4 separate regions of the Mus musculus genome follow, and regions 2, 3 and 4 are each linked to region 1. The links are chromatin contacts, called in public HiChIP or PLAC-seq and promoter capture Hi-C maps. All regions are on one chromosome and are shown on one strand. Each heading gives the region's core, a stretch centred on a gene start, on an enhancer-like site or on the middle of the called end of the contact. The rest is flanking DNA. Distances are from core to core; before and after follow the strand shown.

Evidence for each region. HiChIP or PLAC-seq counts read pairs in DNA pulled down with a chosen protein or histone mark. Capture Hi-C pulls out chosen DNA fragments and counts their contacts.
Region 2: a contact with region 1 is called in a promoter capture Hi-C map of pancreatic islet. The contact joins the promoter of Kxd1 here to the promoter of Mef2b in region 1. A contact is called at or near these places in 1 of 484 Hi-C or Micro-C datasets (B cells), 1 of 115 datasets of contacts at active chromatin or transcription factors (bone marrow-derived macrophages) and 2 of 9 other capture datasets (liver and pancreatic islet).
Region 3: a contact with region 1 is called in a promoter capture Hi-C map of adipose tissue. The contact joins the promoter of Rex1bd here to the promoter of Mef2b in region 1. A contact is called at or near these places in 2 of 39 promoter capture datasets (both in liver), 2 of 484 Hi-C or Micro-C datasets (B cells and liver), 4 of 115 datasets of contacts at active chromatin or transcription factors (astrocytes, bone marrow-derived macrophages, microglia and 1 more) and 3 of 9 other capture datasets (adipose tissue, liver and pancreatic islet).
Region 4: an H3K27ac HiChIP or PLAC-seq map of embryonic stem cells shows a contact between it and region 1, with 7 read pairs. The contact joins the enhancer-like site here to the promoter of Mef2b in region 1. A contact is called at or near these places in 2 of 39 promoter capture datasets (the 3T3-L1 cell line and liver), 1 of 484 Hi-C or Micro-C datasets (bone marrow-derived macrophages), 4 of 115 datasets of contacts at active chromatin or transcription factors (bone marrow-derived macrophages, effector CD8 T cells, embryonic stem cells and 1 more) and 2 of 9 other capture datasets (adipose tissue and liver).

The regions. Positions count from the first base shown.
Region 1 is chr8:70,151,088-70,154,217 of GRCm38.p6, reverse strand. It overlaps Mef2b (myocyte enhancer factor 2B), which reads right to left and starts at 1,457. Exons shown (of 9, transcript NM_001045484.2): 1 at 1,374-1,457. All of the region lies in intron 1 of Gm45929 (predicted gene, 45929), which reads right to left.
Region 2 is chr8:70,521,772-70,524,901 of GRCm38.p6, reverse strand. Kxd1 (KxDL motif containing 1) reads left to right here and starts at 1,722. Exons shown (of 5, transcript NM_029366.2): 1 at 1,722-1,839.
Region 3 is chr8:70,505,147-70,508,276 of GRCm38.p6, reverse strand. Rex1bd (required for excision 1-B domain containing) reads left to right here and starts at 1,525. Exons shown (of 5, transcript NM_025577.3): 1 at 1,525-1,615; 2 at 1,698-1,780; 3 at 2,317-2,521. The coding sequence starts at 1,544. Uba52 (ubiquitin A-52 residue ribosomal protein fusion product 1) reads left to right here. Exons shown (of 4, transcript NM_019883.4): 4 at 1-14.
Region 4 is chr8:69,847,500-69,850,629 of GRCm38.p6, reverse strand. All of the region lies in intron 1 of Pbx4 (pre B cell leukemia homeobox 4), which reads right to left. Among named protein-coding and RNA genes, the nearest start is that of Pbx4, 16 kb to the right of the region's middle. Within about 2 kb of position 1,544, at least 114 of the 459 cell types and tissues checked have an H3K27ac peak or open chromatin away from gene starts, as enhancers often do. A contact at or near this core is called in embryonic stem cells, where this site is marked.

The DNA of each region.
Region 1 (3,130 bases), core at 208-2,707:
CCCAAAACATGGTCAGGTTGTCACAGGAATACCCCACTTCTGGTACCAATTTGTCTTTGTCAGGGTTTCTATTCCTGCACAAACATCATGACCAAGAAGCAAGTTGGGGAGGAAAGAGTTTATTCATCTTACACTTCCAAATTGCTGTTCATCACCAAAGCAGGTCAGGATACAGGAGCTGATGCAGAGGCTATGGAGGGATGTTTTTTACTGGCTTACTTCCCCTGACTTGCTCAGCTTGCTTTCGTATAGAACCCAAGACTATCAGCCAGGGATGGCACCATCCACAATGAATCCTCTCCCCTTGATCACTAATTGAGAAAATGCCCCACAGTTGGATCTCATGGAGACACTTCCCCAACTGAAGCTCCTTTCTCTGTGATAGCTCCAGTCTGTGTCAAGTTGACACACAAAACCAGCCAGTATCCAGATATAGTGCCATCACAATCAACCATCACCAAAACTTCAAATACAGCCTCAAGTAGGAACACACCTGTGATCCGACATTTTGGAAACGGAGGCAGGAGGACTGATGAAAGTTCAAGGCTATTTTGGACTACACACAAAGACCCTGTCTCAACCTCTCAACCCCCCTCTACCTAAAACAAAGAAAACCACAAACACAGCCACCCACGGGTACACATCTGTGATCTTGGCACTTGGGAGACCAAAGATCCACTACCATGAGTTCTAGCTTAGCCTGAGCTACAGAGCTCCTCCCAACCCCAAGGTCTCATGATACAGCCTCACTTAGGGCTCACTATGTAGAACAGGTTAGCCTGAAAAGATCTGCCTGACTGGGATTAAAGGCATGAAGCACCAGGTATGGCTACATAGACTTCTAGGCCAACCTGGACTGTAGAGTGAAACCCTCTCTAAAATTGCCAACTGAAACTTCCAACAGTGGAGTGTGGTCACACCCTTGAGATCCTGGACCTTGGAAGGCTGAGAGTGGAGAGCTGCTTTGAGTTTGAACTACGAATGCCGGAACTACATAGTGAATTTTGGACTAACCTAGACTACAGAGCAAGACCTGTCTTAAACCCCCTCTTCTCAAGAGAAAGAAGAAACCTCCAACAATTTAATGGTCACATGCTTGTGATCTCAGCACTCAGGAGTCTGAGGCAGGAGAACTGCTGTGAGTTTGAGGCTAGATGAGCTACATAGTAACTTCCAGACTAGGCTAGTTGAAACCCTACTCAGCAAACACTCCTGAAAGCAAGGCCCCCTAACCCAAAGACAGCGCGCGCATACACACGCATACACACACACACACACACACACACACACACACACACACACACACACACACACACACACACACACACACTCACGGCTCTCTGCATCCCACCCGCCCCGAGACCCGCGCACACCTCAGGAGTCCCGGGAGTCTGGTCCCTGCTGGCCACACCTGCTGCGCACTGTGAGGGTCCAGGCGCCTATGCTTCTGCTGCACTGAGCATAGCTCTGGCCCAGTGGCAGATGCCTTCCCGCGCAGCCCCGCCCTCAAGAGCTGATTGGGTGGAAGTAGGTTATTTGCATAGGGGCGGATACTTGGCTGTGTTCTGGCTCCTAGACGTTTCAAACTAGGTCCGTCCGAGAGAAGATGCTAGGATCCAAAGAGAAGCCTGACTGAGAAGTGCACGCCAAGGAGGCTAAGGCAGGAGTACTGCAGCTAGTTGCAGGCCAGCATGGGATACAGAGCGAGACCCTATCAAAACCAAAACAAAACAGAACAACCAGAGCATAGTGGCATACAACTTTAATCCCAGCCCTTGGAGAAGTACAGGCTGGTGATTGTTGAGGCTAGCCTGGTCTACAGAGCAAGTTCCAGGACAGCCAGGGCCACACTGAGAAACTGTGTCTGGAAACAAACAAAAAACAAACAAACAAACAAACAAACCAAAACCATCACTACCACCACCAACAACAAAAAAAAAAAAAAAAGGAAAGAGAAAGAAAAAAGAGAAAAAGAAAACAGGGTCGTGGAGCCAGACAAAAAAAAGGAAAGAGAAAGAAAAAAGAGAAAAAGAAAACAGGGTCGTGGAGCCAGACGAAATGGTTCAGTGGGTAAAGGGGTTTCCTGCTAAGCATGGTAACAGGAGTTCTATCTCCGGTATGAAAACGTGGAGTGAGAGAACCCACACCAGTAAGTTGTCCTCTGTCCTCCTGCTATGGCACAGACGACGCCTCCCCCCCACAATCATATACAAATATATATTATCTTAAAAATTAAAAAACACTGGGCAAGGCTGTACAAACAGCTAGGCTCCTCCTTAAGGAGTCAGGGCTCCTGGACCTCACTGTGATGACCCTGACCTTACCTTGGACTGGCTAGTCAGGACCATACACCTTAATAGGAGTGAAGTACAGTTAGCAGCTGGTTTGGTGACACAGCCTGTCCTCCCAGTTGCTCCAGTCGGCTGGAGTGTGCTAAGTTTCTGGCCAGTATGAGGTACACAGAGCTCAAGTGCATCCTGGGTAATTTTGAGACTACTGTCTCTAGATAAGAAATAAGTTGGGCCTGGTGGCTGAGTCTGTAATCCCAGGTACTCAGGAGGCTGAGACAATCACATGAAGATGCTAAGTCTAACTAAGGCCAGCCTGGGCAACATAGTAAAACCCTGGCTCAAAATAAATATAAAAACAGACAAACAATAGCCAGGCGCGGTGGCGCACGTCTTTAATCCCAGCACTCCGGAGGCAGAGGCAGGCAGATTTCTGAGTTCGAGGCCAGCCTGGTCTACAGAGTTCCAGGACAGCCAGGGCTATACAGAGAAACGCTGTCTCGAAAAACAAAACAAAACAAAACAAGAGACCCTGTCCAATAAGGAAATAAAGGATTCTTTAGAATTCTGATCCTGCTGGCAAATGGGACCAAGCCAGTGCCACGCTGGACCACTCCTGAATAATTAGAGCCATTATATGGGGGGGGGGGTCACCAGTACGGACTTACCAGCTGTGCCTTTGCCAGTGTCCTCATATACCTTCCAGTACCATGCCCCTGTCCCATGCCCCTGTCTCAGCTCGCCTCTGGCTTTGCAGAGGGAAAGTCACTGTGGGGCCTTCTAGGACTCCCATCCACCCTCGGCCTGGAGGCCCAGCATCATTCTGCACAGATGATGGGCCA
Region 2 (3,130 bases), core at 473-2,972, 370 kb before region 1:
ATAGTCACACACATACAGTAATAAAGGGGTTACACATTTAAAAAAAAAATAGAACCAGGTTGCTAGGAAAAAATAAGTCTTCAGATCCCCCATCCCCACCTCACACCTCACGGGACAGACATATTGTGGTGCTCAAATAGAAGAACTGTCCAGATGATAGGTATGGTGCAGCAGGTCTTCATTCCCAGCCCCAGTGAAGCTGGGGCGGGAGGATAGACAGGAATTTCAAGGCCAGCTCCTGACTCATAATGTAAAAAGTAATTTGTTCTTGTATATTTTCAGTATCAGGTATACTTAGAATCCACCAAAGAAGCACAGGTAGCATGAGGTGCTAGACTCTTCCTGTCCTGAGTTGTCACTGCTGTCTGCTTCTCTTAGCACCCAGGATAGTTGTAAAGTTACAGGCACTGTACTATGTGACCCATGCCACAATCAGAGAAGGAATAGTCAGGCTCAAGCCTAGACGACTCATTTGATAAGATTTTAAATCCCTGGAATAGAATGGGGAATTTAAAGACTATGGTAAGGTATACAAAGATTGTAACTCTCTGAGTATCCAGTTATGGGAAAAAGCCTGAGGTTACTTATGATCAGGACTTTAAAAACTACTACGGGGGGCTGGTGAGATGGCTCAGTGGGTAAGAGCACCCGACTGCTCTTCCGAAGGTCCGGAGTTCAAATCCCAGCAACCACATGGTGGCTCACAACCATCCGTAATGAGATCTGACTCCCTCTTCTGGAGTGTCTGAAGACAGCTACAGTGTACTTACATATAATAAATAAATCTTAAAAAAAAAAAAAAAAACTACTACGTTAGCTGGCCATAGTAGTACATACCTTTGATCCCAGCACAGAGGAGGCAGAGAAAGACAGATCTCTGAGTTAAAGAGCAACCTGTTCAAAACACTAAAGGGCATTCCTGGACAGCCGGGACTACACAAAGAAAGGAGTAGGAGAAGAAAAAAAGAAATCAAATACTGCCTTGTTTGCAAGAAATCAGCATGCCAGCCTCTGCCTTTTTTTCTATGCTGAAATCCTTTTTTTGCAGAAGGCATATTAAAAACGGTTTCTCTTATTTGGACGTACAGAAAAAGTCCCAGAAAAACCAGAGATAAAAAGAGAAATCTTGTTTCATAAAACCAAAACTGGCCGGTCCTGGTGGCACAGGCCTTCAATCCGACCACTCAGGAGGCCGGTAGATCTCTATGAGTTCGAGTCTGGCTTGGTCTAAATAAGCAAGTCCAGAACAGGCAGAGCTCTGTTACACAGAGAAACGGTCTAGAAAAACCCAAACAAAACAAGTCAAATCCCTGCATCTCTTTCACCAGACTCTTTATTAGAGAGAGGGGATTATTTCTCACAATACCGAGTACCAGGCCAGCCTGGGCTACAGCGATACCTCAAAAATCTGAAAGTCACACATGGTGGCATACAATGGCGTACACGCCATTTCAGGATGACCAGGATTTTAAGGGTAACCTAGGCTCCATGGCGAGCTGGAATCCAGCCTGAGTACATATGACCTTGTCTTTTTGTTTACTTTTCGAGATAGGGTTTCCTTGTGTAACACTGGATTGATAAATAATACATTTAATTGCCCACTTCCGGATTGCTTAAAAGCCATGTTTGGGACACAGCGCGTGCGCGTATCTAGTGCTGCGATTGCTCATCCTTTTGGCGTTCACGTTAGGGCTTCTACAATTTGGTCCTCCCGCCTCCTCGCGGTGAGTACGCGCAGGCTCCTAGGCGCCAGGACAGGGGGCGCTCGTGGACGCTCTATGATGACGTAAGCGCTAGGGCGCCCTCCCGGAAGCGCGAGCCAGGCCGCCAGATGTGCAGGTGCCGAGGCTGGAGCCGCCGGGGCCGGGCAGGGCGGGAACTCGGGGCGTCAGGAGGCCACGGAGGGGAGGGAGGGCCCATCCTAGCTCGGGGACACAGCCTCAGTTTTCCCGGATTCGCAGCGATAGCGCGGGCCAATCTAGATGGAAACCCTAGTTGTGTGACCTGGAGCCCTGAGCGGCTTGGGGTGCGCGTGTACCTCAGTTTCCCCGCTCAAAGGGGCGGGGACCCCGTGTTTGTTTGAGTCACGCCTTATCTGGTTTGGTTCTTTTGTTGTTGTTGTTTCTCCTTCAGAGTTTGGCCGGAAGAGTTGAAGTCCGTTTAGAGGACTCGGGCCGGACGGCTCCTTGTGCTCCTACTGTGACCTTGAGGCTCAGAGCCATTCCAGTCAGCCTGACATTCCTGGGGGAGAGTTAGTGTTTCTTTAGATGATAGCTCAAATTAGCCTCCAGTTCCTGGTAATCATCCTGCCTCGGCCACCCAACTATAAAGAGAGTCATTAAAATTTTGAGATAGCAGCCCAGACTGGGGCCTCTGTCTCCTTGAAATGCATCTTCCTCAGTCTCTAAAGTACTGGGATGACAAGCGTGAGTTACCTCATCTGCTTGTGTTGAGTCTTGTTTTGGATTAGGGTCTCATTTGTTCCAGGCTAGTCTGTAACTCACAAAGCAAAAGTGACCTGAAACTTCTGCTCTTACTGTCTTCTCTAGCACTGTGCACGGGCAGGGCATTCACCACACCTGACTCTTATTTGTTTATTTCACGTATGTGCATACATAAACTGTCGCTGTCTTCAGACAAAGCAGAAGTGGGCACTGGATTCCCATTACAGATGGTTGTGAGCCACCATGTGATTGCTGGGAGTTGAACTCAGGACCTCTGGAAGAGCAGTCAGTGCTCTTGACCGTTGAGTCATCTCTCCAGCACGTATTTATTTAGACAGTCTTATGTGTCTCAATCTCGTCTCCCACTCATTATGTAGCGCAAATTAACTTTAAACTTACAACAGTCTTCTAGTCACCTGAGTGCCAGGATGGCAAACATGAGCTGTCACACCAGGCTTCTGTTTTAAAATAGGGTTTCATGCATCTTAGGGTGGCCCAAAACTCAGTATGTACAGCCCAAACTGACCTTAAGCCCTGAAGGACCCAGGGCTTCTGCATGCTTCCAGTTCAGTCCCAGACCAGGACTGATACCTGATCTAGAACAAAATCTCTGGAATTAAAATTCTGCATGAGAGATGCTAGCTGTTAACCTAGTTGTTGACTATGCCCTTTAATCACAAGTTACT
Region 3 (3,130 bases), core at 276-2,775, 350 kb before region 1:
CACTGGAGCAGTAATTGGTGTCTAGAGTGACTGTTCTGTTGAGGGATCGGTGGGGAGGGGATCTCACCATGTAGCCTAGGCTGCCCTTGAACCTTGGAGGCTGGGGAGGCAGTAAAGACTGGTACTGGGCAGCAGGGTGAACCAGTGGGTTAGAACTTGCAAGCCTTGGAACCATGTAAAGGTGGAGCCCACACAGTGCTGCTGTGGGGAGGCAGGCTGTGCTTACAGATCTTGTCTTGGCTCTGATGTGTGGGGCCACAATTTAGGGTCTCTGGGGGAGCAGTTCACCTGACTCAGTACTCTGTACGCCAGTTAAGTTGCTGGACAACCTGATAGAGTTCACCATCAGGCATGGCACCAGGGACTACAGGCAACACACTTTATATGAGTTTATGAGGCCGCCTCATCTACCTTTGATTTTTGAGTATCAGGCACACTTTTGCATGAGTAGCTGGGTACTCTAGGGCGTCTAGGACCATTTCACCCATCGTGGGGAGTCTTAGACAGGCCATGTTGCTTGTAATTGACTTCAGGTATGCAGTCTGTCTTGTCATTTGGAAGGTTCCGTGGGTTCGAACCTGGTTGCCAGCAGCTTGCAAATCCCCCATGTATGTGCAACCAACATCTCCAAAGTAATTTAGGGAAGGAAGCTTTCAGAGTATATCCTACCTCCCCGGTGCTGGGAATCCCATTTCAAAGGTATAATCTGAATGGATGGTTTGTGTGCACTATGTGAGATGACATCAAAAGGTTTGTTAGGGGCTGGAGAAGTGGCTCAGTGGTTAAGAGCACTGATTGACTGCTCTTCCAGAGGTCCTGAGTTCAATTCCCAGTAACCACATGGTGGCTCAACCATCCATAATTGATCTGATGCCTCTTCTGGTGTGTCTGAAGACAGCTACAGTGTACTTACATATAATAAATACTTTTAAAAAAAAAATGCGTGATGGGCATGGTGGTGCACTTTAATCCCATCACTCTGTAGGCAGAGGCAAGCGGATTTCTGAGTTCAAGGCCAGCCTGCTCTACAAAATGAGTTCCAGGACAGCCAGGGCTATACAGAGAAACCCTGTCTGGGGGGCTGGGGGTGCATTAGGTGTCCTGCATATAGGTGTGAGTGGCTATGTGGGTAGTGTCATTGGGTTCAGTCCTGCAACAGCAACTAGTACTCAGCCACTGAAACCAAAACTGGTTCAACTACATTCGTAAGCATCACCGGTACAGAAATACTTGTGGCCTTAACTTCGATTTAGGCCCTATTCGAGCCCCGCTTGTTGCAAGGATCTGGCGGATGTACACAGCCCTGGAACTAACCATTTAGTTGCTTTAGAAACTATTTAGAGTTCCACCAGGCGGTGGTGACACACGCCTTTAATCCCAGCACTTGGGAGGCAGAGGCAGGGACAGCCAGGGCTACACAGAAAACCTGTCTCAAAAAAAAAAAAAAAAAAAAACGAATTCAAAGGCGCGCGGGCTGGTGGTGGACCTCCCGGCCGGCAGGGGGCGCAGCGGCCATTCCCTAGTGCCACTTGACTGCGCAGTCATGCTCACCGCCGCCACAGAGGTGTTGGCTGCTGCAGACGGTCCCGGGTCTGCGGAGTCCGCGTGGGCCTGGGTGAGCCCGGTTGCGGGTGGGACGGGCGCGGGGTGGCGGGATGGGCTCAGGACTCCGGCTTCATGGCCCCACACCCCCATAGAGAGACGCCCCGATCGCTACACTGGTGCAGAGGATTCAGCAGCTTCAGAATGAACGCGCACAGGCCTTCCGCCGTCTAGACCAGTGAGCGGGCTGGGCTGGAGGAGGGGGCGGGCCCTGGGAGAGCTTGCCTGAGGGGGACCTGAGGGGAGGCGGCTGGAGGCGTGGCTGGGAGGACCTAGGTTGTGGACTTGGTCGGAAGAGGTGGGGAGAGAGCCAGATCTGGTCCAGGAGATGCAGGAGTGCTGCTGCCGGGAGCAGGGCGTACTTGAAAGCGAAGTCTAGAAGGGTGGGTAAAAGGATCTGTGACACTGAAGCCTGTCTATTTGGGGGAGTTGGGTAGAGCTGAGGGTGTAGCTTTTAGTAGCAGGGTAGATAGGTGTAGAGCAGCATGTGACCGTGGGCGTGGCCTGGCGGGAGCAGCTGTGGTGTGACCCTCCACAAGATCCCTCATTTCTCTGAGTGCAGAGATGGTTAAGCACTAGCTCTGTCCTGACAGACCCAGTCTGTGGAGTTCGGGTTTGTCTCTTTCGAGTCGGGGGTATCTTCCACGTAGCTGGAGCAGGGAGCGTGGTCTGCTTGTCAGCGTGTCGATTCAGCATCCTCCCGGTCCACTGCAGAGCTCACCGTCAGTACCTGCTCAGTGGTCAGCACTATGACTTCCCGAGTTACCGGAGTGTCGTGCACGAGGTGACCCAGGCCTTCGCCGCTGCCTCGCGGGAGGTATTGGCAGTGGAAGCAGAGTTGGCAGGGCCTCGAGCGCAACCGGTGCTCGCCCGCCACGTGCGCAGCCTGCAGGAGCTAGAACAGACGCGCCTGGCCACGGTAAGACCACCACCCCTCTCCTTTTAGAGTGGGGCATGGTCCACAACCCATTCCCAGCCACCCCGACCTACTACTATTTTTGCCAAACACCTCTATGCATTTGGGCCCTCTCCCACTCTTTCCTGGCTAACTACATTTCCCTCCCAAATTTTTGCTTAATTATACCAGCCCCTCTGTAAAGCTGTCCTAAGAACTCCAGAAACCCAACGCATCGACCACTGTGGCTGTTTAAGTCCCTAACTCTGGGTTATCACCGTTGGAACCCACAAACTACTTCTTCCACAAACATCCTCAGACACTTGTCATCCTTGGTCCTTGACCCAGATCCCAAGACCCCACCTACCCTAACCTTATAGCCAGTGGTAGCAGGGGAGGAGCTTGCCCACTGTAAACCATGTAGCTCTTTGGTCTGGAATTCTTAGTGCAGAATCCCAAACTCTGCAGAGTTCCATTTCCATCCTAGAATTCGAACTCCATGTCCGGCCACTGGGGTGGAGGCCACACCCACCATACCTGCCACCATTCCCTGGTTTTTCCAAACTGTGACCATATTCTGTACCTCCTTCCATAGGAGAGCCCTAAAAGCAAGTCATACGCTACCTCCCACTC
Region 4 (3,130 bases), core at 295-2,794, 300 kb after region 1:
CACTGAGAAACTGACACACCCCTACTTTATGGGCATGGCCATGTGTGCCCCCCCTCTCTTGGGAGCAGTAAGCAAACTTTCCTTCAAAAGTGCTTGCCTCGGGCCGGGCGTGGTGGCGCACGCCTTTAATCCCAGCACTTGGGAGGCAGAGGTAGGCGGATTTCTGAGTTCGAGGCCAGCCTGGTCTACAGAGTGAGTTCCAGGACACCCTAGGCTACCCAGAGAAACCCTGTCTCATAAAAAAACAAAAAACAAAAAAACCAAAACAACAACAACAACAACAAAAAGGTGTTTGCTTCCATGCCTGTCAGCCTAACAAATCTGTTACAAATCCAATCAGGATGGAGGGAGAGAAGGAGGGAGAGAAGGAGGGAGAGAAGGAGGGAGAGAAGGAGGGAGAGAAGGAGGGAGAGAAGGGTTTCCCAGGTTAAGATACTGCACTACTCTTGCAGAGGACAGCACAAACTTCCTTCCCACGCGTTGGGCAATACAACCACCTGGAACTCCAGCACCAGGAGATCTGTCGCCCTCTTCTGGCCTTTGGGAACACTGCACTCACACTCCCATACATCCCACAGAGACAGGGCACACATATGCACATAAATACACACTAAATAAATGTTTCTATTTTTGGTGTTTTGTTTGCTTTTGTTTTTGGAGACAGGGTTTCTCTGTGTAGCCCTGGCCATCCTGGATCTTGTTCTGTAGTCCAGGCTGGCCTCAAACTCAGAAATCTGCCTGCCTCTGCCTCCCGAGTGCTGGGATTAAAGGCGTGAGCCACCACTTGCAGCAAGATGTGTCTTATGTGTGTGTGCATTGGTGTTTTTTCTTGAGTGTATATCTATGTGAGGGTGTCAGATTCCCTGGAACCTCTACTTTATGGCCATGGCCACATGGCTATGGCCATAGACAACCATGATCTGTATGTAGGTGCTGGGAATTGAACTTGGGTCTTCTGTAAGAGCAAGACCACCTCTCTAGCTCCACAATGAATTTTTTAAAAATAAATATTCTTAATTCTATGTGTATGGCTGTGTTGCCCGTATATATGTATGTGTACCATGTCACATAGATGGTGCCCACAGAAGTCAGAAGAGGGCACTAGATTCCCTGGAACTGGAGTTATTGATGTTTTTGAGTCCCCATGTGGGTGCTGGGAATTGAACCTGGCCCTCTGCAAGAGCAACATGTGCTCTCAATGGCTGAGCCACTTCTCCAGCCCATTCCCTTTTAAAACAGGGTCTCATATAGTCCAGCCTGGTCTTGAGTGCGCTCACTAGCTGAAGATGACTGTGAACATGATAAAGGGCTAAGCCCAGACAAGCCTTCTGTTAATACAGGAACATTCCCAATGAGTCATGCCCCCGAGTCTCTCACTGGAGGACTCTGGGAAGGGCTCTCCGTGAGCCACACCCATCAGCCCTTCTCACTGGAGGAATTCTAAGCCCGTGCTTATCACTGGCCCATGTCCCAAGCAGCTGCCTACAGATCGTGGAGCCAGTCTAGTGAAACAGCCTTTGAGTGCAGAGTTACTGGGAGCGATGACCTCATCGCTCACCATGACTTGGCAAACCCTAAGGTGAGCCACTGGCTTCACACTCTTACCTTGACTCAAAGCAAAGTGTCAAACCTGTGACTCGAAATGTAGCTGTCACGTTATCTCACAGTTCCCTGAACTGAGGAAAGGCCAGTTGCCTTGCTTCAAGACAGCCACAGCAGAGAGCACTGGGTGGCATCTAAGAGCGAAGGGTTAAGGGTGAGGGACATTAGTCTCATAACTGCAGGGAACTGAACTGTCAATACCTACAAGGGTCTGAGGACGAGGTAGGAACTCTTTCTGTCCAGCTTGTGGGATCCTGAGCCCAGATTCTTGACATAACAAAACTCTGAGATCACAATGTATGGTCTATTTTAATTATTTCATTTTGGGGGGCTAAAGCGATGGCTCAGAGGAAAGAGCATTCATTACTTTTCCAGAGGACCTAGCACCCACAGTGGCAGCTCACAACCTTTTTAATTCCAGTTCCAGGAGATCCAGTGTTTTCTTCTGGCCTCTTTGAGCACCAGACACACATGTGGTACATACACGCACACAGGCAAAACATCTATACACATTAAAACAAAATAATATTTAAGGAGGTTTCATGATTATATATATATTTTTTTTGGTTAGGGCATCTTTTTTTCCTGAAACTAATGGCAATTCTCTTGCCTCAGCATCCCAAGTGCTGGGGTAATAGATGAATGCCACCACATCTGGCTATTAACTTTTCTTTTTGTAGTACTGGGATGGAACCTAGGACCTTATGCTTGTTAGGCTAGAGCCACCCCCTTGCCTTGCACCCCACTACCATGCATGCAGATTTCAGCCACTAGTTCACATTGGACTTGTTCCACAGCAACAGAAAGCTGATGCTTTTCAGCTGACTTCAGACCAGTGAGTAGACTGGGAGGGAGAAGAACGAACGGGGTTGATGCTAACTAAGCCTTGCCGGCCTGGATGTCACCAGCTACACCCCTGGTGGTGTGTGTCCTTACCTGCTGGAATCTCAGAGTGAGTCTTTCTCTCTCTCTTTCTGTCTCTGTCTCTCTCTCTCTCTGAATTTCTAGCCTGGAATTCCAAGTTCTCTGCCTTCAAGTGCTAGGATACCAGGTCTGGCCTGGCCTTGGTGGGGACAGAATGACATGGTCCCTGCCCCTGGGACAGGGCCAGCAGACATGGGCCTCCAGGAGTGTCAAGGGCTATAGACATAAAGCTTGTTTATATAGTAATGCACATATTTTACATTCCTCCTTTAAGGAATGTCCTCCCTCCTACTGTTGCCTCCATGATAATCCAACAGAACAAGTCCAGGAGTTAAAGGTGTGGCTAATGTCTCAGCAAAATGGTAAATGCTGGGACCTTCAGGACAGCTCATAAAGCTATGGAAAAGAACTCTAAAAACATGAATTCAAAAAGATATAATTTCTCAACTATGCAAAAAATAAGGATGAAATACGAATTATGAGGAGATTCCCAAATCTAAAAGAACAGAAGCAGCTGCATTCAAGAGCCAGCTGATCAGAAAGACAAAGGTGGGCAGGTTCCTGAGTTCAAGGTCAGCCTGGGATAAAGCGCATCCAAGCCCAG